Regions from separate parts of the Sus scrofa genome. Here region 1 is linked to region 2. A link is a contact called in public HiChIP or PLAC-seq data. All regions are on one chromosome and are shown on one strand. Each heading gives the region's core, a stretch centred on a gene start, on an enhancer-like site or on the middle of the called end of the contact. The rest is flanking DNA. Distances are from core to core; before and after follow the strand shown. Region 1 has its middle 14 kb from the start of RPL18. Region 2 has its middle 160 kb from the start of RPL18.

Evidence for each region. HiChIP or PLAC-seq counts read pairs in DNA pulled down with a chosen protein or histone mark.
Region 1: an H3K27ac HiChIP or PLAC-seq map of alveolar macrophages shows a contact between it and region 2. The contact joins two enhancer-like sites.

The regions. Positions count from the first base shown.
Region 1 is chr1:84,391,303-84,394,596 of Sscrofa11.1, reverse strand. No RefSeq gene overlaps it. Among named protein-coding and RNA genes, the nearest start is that of RPL18, 14 kb to the right of the region's middle. Within about 2 kb of position 1,861, at least 31 of the 83 cell types and tissues checked have an H3K27ac peak or open chromatin away from gene starts, as enhancers often do. A contact at or near this core is called in alveolar macrophages, where this site is marked.
Region 2 is chr1:84,218,823-84,222,085 of Sscrofa11.1, reverse strand. No RefSeq gene overlaps it. Among named protein-coding and RNA genes, the nearest start is that of RPL18, 160 kb to the left of the region's middle. Within about 2 kb of position 1,380, at least 7 of the 83 cell types and tissues checked have an H3K27ac peak or open chromatin away from gene starts, as enhancers often do. A contact at or near this core is called in alveolar macrophages, where this site is marked.

The sequences.
Region 1 (3,294 bases), core at 612-3,111, 170 kb before region 2:
AAAGCTAACTCAAATATCCTTCATAATGCCTTTTTTTTCCAACAGACACCCCTAAGCAGAGTTCGAAACTTTCACATGGGGTGTCCCACTAAATAGATTTCTTTCCTCTCAGAGATTTTTTTTTTTTTTTTTGTCTTTTTAGGGCTGCACCTCAGCATATGGAGGATCTCAGGCTAGGGGTTGAATTGGAGCTGCAGCTGTCAACCACAGTCACAGCAATGTGAGATCCAGGCCGTGTCTGTGACCTACACCACAGCTCAAGGAAATGCCGGATCCTTAACCCACTGAGCGAGGTCAGGGATTGAACCTGTGTCCTCATGGATTCATTTTCTCTGAGCCATGACAGGAACTCCTCCTCCTAGAGATTTAAGCACATTATATTATATATTAAGTGTGCACATGTGACCCCCTCCCCAAATCCACCCCCCACTACCCCAGAACCTGGGTTTAACTAAGGCAGAATCGCTTCTTAGTGATCTTTTTATCCCTAGCACTAGTCTAACATATAGTTAAGTGCTCAATAGGTACTAACAAGCAAGTTGAGAATACAGCTGAAGTCAAGTTAGAAATGGGGTCGGAGAGTCAAGGGGCCCAGCAAATAAATTGGAAGAAGTTCCTAAAACTGGGGACAGGGGTCAGGGAGATGGAGGGGATTGGGGAAAGCTCTCATCTCTCTTCAACATATTAGATAATACCTAGGAGGTAATAAACTGCATCTTTGTGCTGTGAAGTCTTGAACACTGTTGTATTCAGCACAATGGAATGAACTTTCAATAACTGTTTAGGAAAATAAAGGCAAGGAACAATTCCTGAATGTGCTTCCATGACAAGAAAAGAAAAAAGTTCACTCTCTGAAGTCACAGATAAGGACAAATCCCCATTAGTGAATTTTGGGTTAACTCAAAGCTTCAACTTTCCAAATTTCAAGAGGGAAACATTTGGAAGGGAAAAAAAATGTCTATACCTGCAAGTGGAGCAGTGCTGAGTACCTCCGAACCTAAAAGAACTGGCATCTCTAGTTTTCTGTCTTTTAGAAGAAAGCTCGTAAATGCCTCCAGCTTGTATAATTAAAGTTTATGACAGGCAATGCTATCACTCCCAACGTCCCACAGTTGATGAGATGGGGAGACGTCCAGGAAGGCTGGGAAGAGCTTGCAGTTACCTCACAGATTCGCGGAACCCATCTCTCTAATCTGTATGACTCACACATATTGGACTTGAGTCTGAAGCCCAAGACTATTTCACAAGAAATGAAACTTAGAATTTCTCAAAGAGCAAATAATACATCCTTCATGCCTGGGCAAGAGCACTGGGGCAGGCTCAGCATGCATCTGTGAACATGGATAGGAGGATAAGCATACGGATATGCGTGTTTAGAGGAGGCAGAAATGTATTTGTGTGTCTGTGTGTGTGTGTGTCTGTGTGTCTGGGCAGTTATCTCTCTGTATTTTTGAGGTACAGGAATTTGTAAGCCCTGACGCAAAAACAGGGAAAAAAAAAAAAAAAAGACATCCAGAAGTCAGAAAAATGAGAACCACAGTCACGGCTGGGGTAGGATATGTGAGAACTGGAAGGTGAATTGACCAAGGGGCTGAGGGACCCACAGAGGGGTGCAGGCCTGGCTCTCTGCTCAGCCCTGCCTCCTAACCAGCAGAACCTGAAGACAGACAGTCAGGCCTCACATTCAGAAAACGTGCTCTGGGAAGACACCGTTGTACAGACTGCTGGTTCATCAGAGGACACGAAAAACAGCAGGTTTGACAGGAATGGCATCCGTGCTGCCGACAGCTCTGCTGTGCTCTGAGCCACAGCAAGGCTCTGAGGGAAGTAGGACAAAAGGGCATTGATGCTCTCTGGCCCCATGTGAATGAGAGAAAGTTGTGTAAGGGGCCAGAGGGCAGGGAGAATGAATGGCATCATTGAGAGCCAGAAGCCCAACAGAAAGGATGGGGCAGGAACATTTTCCTCTCTACGTTCCATCCACACAGTCCCTAGAATTTTTCCCTGTATACTCGGGAACCCGGTCAATATTAATTAGAAAGAAGGAAAAAGCATACTTAGAAGCATGAAGTACCATTGAAAAATACTGCACATGGGGTGGGGGGGGGGTAGAGAGAGAGGAAAAAAAAAATGCGGAAGCAGACTCATTTTGAAAGCTGGGGTCAAATATGTAAGCCTTCAGCCTAACTGCAAAACTGAATCTGAGTTTCTTGCATAAATTCTCTGTTAAGATCTTAAGGCAGACAGGACAGAGTCAGCGACAGCAGCGAATGAAAGTTTTCCTTTGCCTGCTTGTTTGTTTGTTGTTTTCTCTTGGAAGGAAAAGGAAGAGCTAAAGGTCTGGAACATCAGGCATTGCTGAAATTCTATGTTATTAATGAACTGGGAGCCTCAAAAGCAAGAGGCTTATTAGGAGCTTCTTCTAGAAGCTAGAAGGAAACGGAAAACCTGCCAATGAACAGCAGGAACATCTAAATCATCACACTTAGGAGGAGAACTGGAAAAACAAGACAGCATTTTACCCTCCGCAGAAAAATAATAGTGAAAGAAAGCCTTCATTGAGTATATACATGGAATGTCTTAAGTCAGGCTGCTAAATGAATAGCTGCTGTTGATGAAGGCAAGAAGATAAACAGGCATTCATAATGGTCAGAGGGGGCGGGAGCAAGGGCTGGGGGGTAGAGGGTACCTTCAATTCTAGATCACAGATTTAACACACCCCAGGTAGAACTGACTCAGAAACAGCCAGCTGTTTGCTCCTGGGTCGGTGGCAAATACTAGGTTCAGCCTGTTAAAATAGAAGACAGTGTGGTGGCCTGAACCATATCACACAATCCGCCAATGTTTATCATATGTTTGCCATGTGTCGGGGGCCAAGCCAGCTACTGTAGGAGAGGCAGTGTAGCAAGGATTCATTCCTCTTCCATAGCGTTTCCTTGCATCTGGAGAAACAGAGTCTAGAATAAAAGGATACCCAGTCATGTAGCTCCCCAAATAGCACAGAATGGCCAAATTATAATGAATATTCCTGGAGTTGAAAGGAGGGCAAGCTTGCCAGGGTGTGAGGTATTTAAGTGGACTGTTCAGACACGAATGTCCATCTGAGCCGAAAGAGAGTTTAGAAAGCAATGCAGTCCTAAGCTCTACAGAAATGAGAAGACGAAGGTCCTGAGAAGCTGTATGTTTGTCCACAGTACCACAAGAACTGGTAGTCTTTTCTGAGGGATTTAGTCTCAGAATCCTAGGTCTACCATGTATTTTTGGCAAGTTATTTAGCCCATGTGCACTCAATTC
Region 2 (3,263 bases), core at 131-2,630:
GGAATGTTGCAGGAAACTTTAAGTAGTGTTATCAGGGCGGCTTCACTACAAAAGCAACATCTGAGTCAAGACCCAGAGGAGGTAAGGGGTGGCCATTCAGATGTCTGGGGCAAGCATTTTAGGAATAAGAAGGTTCATCATGTGCAAAGGCCCTGGGGCAAGTGTAATCTTGCATGTTCTAGGAACTCCAAAGATGCCAATGCAGCTGGAGTAGGGTAAAAAAGGAGGAGAGGTGACAGGAGACATTACATGGGACCTGTAGGACACTGGCGAACATCAGTTTTTACTCAGAGTGAAATAGGAAGTTATTGAAGAGTTTCATGCAGACGGGTGACATAATCTATCACTTGAGCTGATGAAGGGGGTGAAGGGAAGATTCAAGGAAACTGGGTGAAAAAGCTATGACAGTAATTAGGGCAAGAGATGAAAGAGAGAAGACCAGACCAGGATGGAAGCAGAGGAGGGGTGGAAAGTGTTCTTACTCCAAGTACACTGTGGAGATAAATCTAATAGGAATGAAGTGTGACTCCAAGGTTTTTGACCTGAGAAGCTGGAAGATAGAACTGCCATTGCCTAAGATGAAGAAGGCTGAAAGCAGACATGGAGGGGAAAGCCAAGATTTCGGCTTTGGACATGTTGTATTTGAAATTAGATGTCCGTGTGGAGTTCTAGAGAAGGATGTTGGATAGACAAAGCTGGCTTCAGGAAGAGATATGAGAGAGAGAGAGAGAGAGAGAGAGAAATGGAATGCTAGAGAGAGATTTATTTAGATATATATACACACATATATAATACATATATATGTATAAACAGATGCATACATACATATATGCATACATATGAACCATCAAGGTAGAAATGCTTTTTAAAAACATGAAGTTTCCAAAGTGAGTAGAGGTGAAAAAAGGGAAGAAATCTAAGATTTGGTTTCTAGGATGTGCCAGCATTGAGAGGTCAGAGAGATGAGACGAAAGGAGCAAACAAAAAAACTGAGAAGTAGCAACCATAGAAGTAGGCAGAAAATCAAGGGAACACCATGTCCCAGAAGCCAAAGGAAGAACATATTTCAGGGAAGAGAGAGTGATCAAAACTGCTGACCGGACAAGTAAGATGACCGCAGGATTTGGCAACATGAATGTTCTTAGTGATCTAGATAAAGTGGTTCTCTGGAAGCTTGAGAAGATATGGGGGACAGTAAGTATCAGTAAACCTTTAGAATTTTCTTGTGGCATAGCAGGTTAGGGGTCCAGCATTGTCGCTTGTCACTGCAGCAGCTCTGGTTGCTGCTGTGGAGCAAGTTCAATCCTTGACCCAGGAAATTCCACATGCCTCTGGGGAAAAAAAAAAGGATGACATAGAGGGTGGCTGAAGGGGGAACTGAGGTCAAGAAAGAATTTTTTTTAAGTTATGAAATATAACTTCCTCTTTGAAGGTTAACAGAAAGATCCAGTAGGGAGGGGGAAATTAACTTGAAGCAGGAATGAAAAAGGAAATTGCTGGAGCAGTGTCCTCGAATATGCAAAAGGGGATGGGATTGGAGGCAGAATGAGAGAAGCTGGGCTTGGCTGGGAGTATAGAGAATTCAGCAGAGACAAAAGGAGCAAAGCCTACTTAAGAGGGTAAAGAGGCAGGGAGTGAGGAGATGCAGTGATGGGAACTTATGGAAGTCTTCAGACTGTGGTTTTCTCAGGACCATCTACCTGAGAATTAAGACTGTACTTTCAGGGATCATTTCCATCTATTTGAGAATGAGGATGGCAGTGATGAAAAGAGGAAAAAGTCACATGTATGTATGACTAAGGAAAGACCAAAGCTAGAAAGAAACATCATTTCAATCCTGATGCTTAAAATAATCTCCTTTAATGAACTCAATCGGGAGGGTGTTTGTTTGTTTGTGTTAAAACTTACATTTCCAGAATTCCTTTCATGACTCAGCGGAAATGAATCTGACTAGCATCCATGAGGATGCAAGTTTGATCCCTGGCCTTGCTCAGTGAGTTAAGGATCCGGCATTGCATCAAGCTGTGGTGTAGGTCACAGACACAGCTCGGATCTGGCGTGGCTGTGGCTGTGGCATAGGCCAGCAGCTATAGCTCCGATTCGACCCCTAGCCTGGGAACGTCCATGTGACACGGGTGCAGCCCTAAAAAGACAAAAACAAACAAAAAACCTTATATTTCCTTTTTTGTAGGTTTAATTACACTACTTGCTTCCAAGGTGACACATTACATACATGGTGATATAGTGATATACAGAGAGAATAACATATATATATATATAAACTTAATATATGTATATATAAAATGATATTAATTTGTTTCAACATAGAAACTATATATAAAAAAACTGAAGACAGGAGTTCCCATTATGGTTCAGCAGGTTAGAAACCCAACCAGTGTTCATGAGGATGCGAGTTTGATCCCTGATCATTCAGTGGGTTAAGGATTTGGTGTTGCCACAAGCTGCAGCATAGGCCACAGATGTGGCTGAGATACAGCATTGCTATGGCTGTGGTGTAGGGCATTAGCTGCAGCTCTGATTCAACACCTAGCCTGGGAACTTCCACATGCAGGTGCAGCCACAAAAAGAAAAAAAAAAAATTTAAGAAAATATAATTAAAGAATATAATGGAAATATTATAAACCTTGAAAATGAAAAAACAATATAATAAATAGGCTCTGGGGCAAGGAAATGAGGTGGAAGTGTGCTAAAACCCTCATCTGTGTGCAGTTAATAGGTGCTGTGTAGAATTTTTATATCAATATGCAGTCCTAATGACAAGTATCAGAAAAAACTATGGATAATAATACAACACATTTGGGAAACAGAAGGAAAGGTTAAGTGGGCTAGAGTTCTTTTAATTTCCCATCACTTCTCACTGGGCTAATTGTGTCTAAAGGCAATTAAGAAAGTAAAGTGTAATTTAACATTACAACAGCCAAGTAATGGGATTACTTCTGGGTAATAGGACTGACTGGAGAAAGGATGAAAGGGGAAATTCTCTATGTATTTCAGGATCACTTGATTTACCCGTGCATGTGCATACATGTATTATTTTCCAAATGTTTTTTTAAATTTTAAATAATTTAAGAAGCTATGGGAGATCCCGTTGTGGCTCAGCAGAAATGTATCTGACTAGGATCCATGAGAATGCAAGTTTGATTCCTGGCCTTGCTCAGTGGGTTAAGGATCCAGCATTGCCATGAGCTATGGTATAGGTGGCAGACGTGGCTCAGAGCCCATGTTGCTGTGGCTGTAGGTGT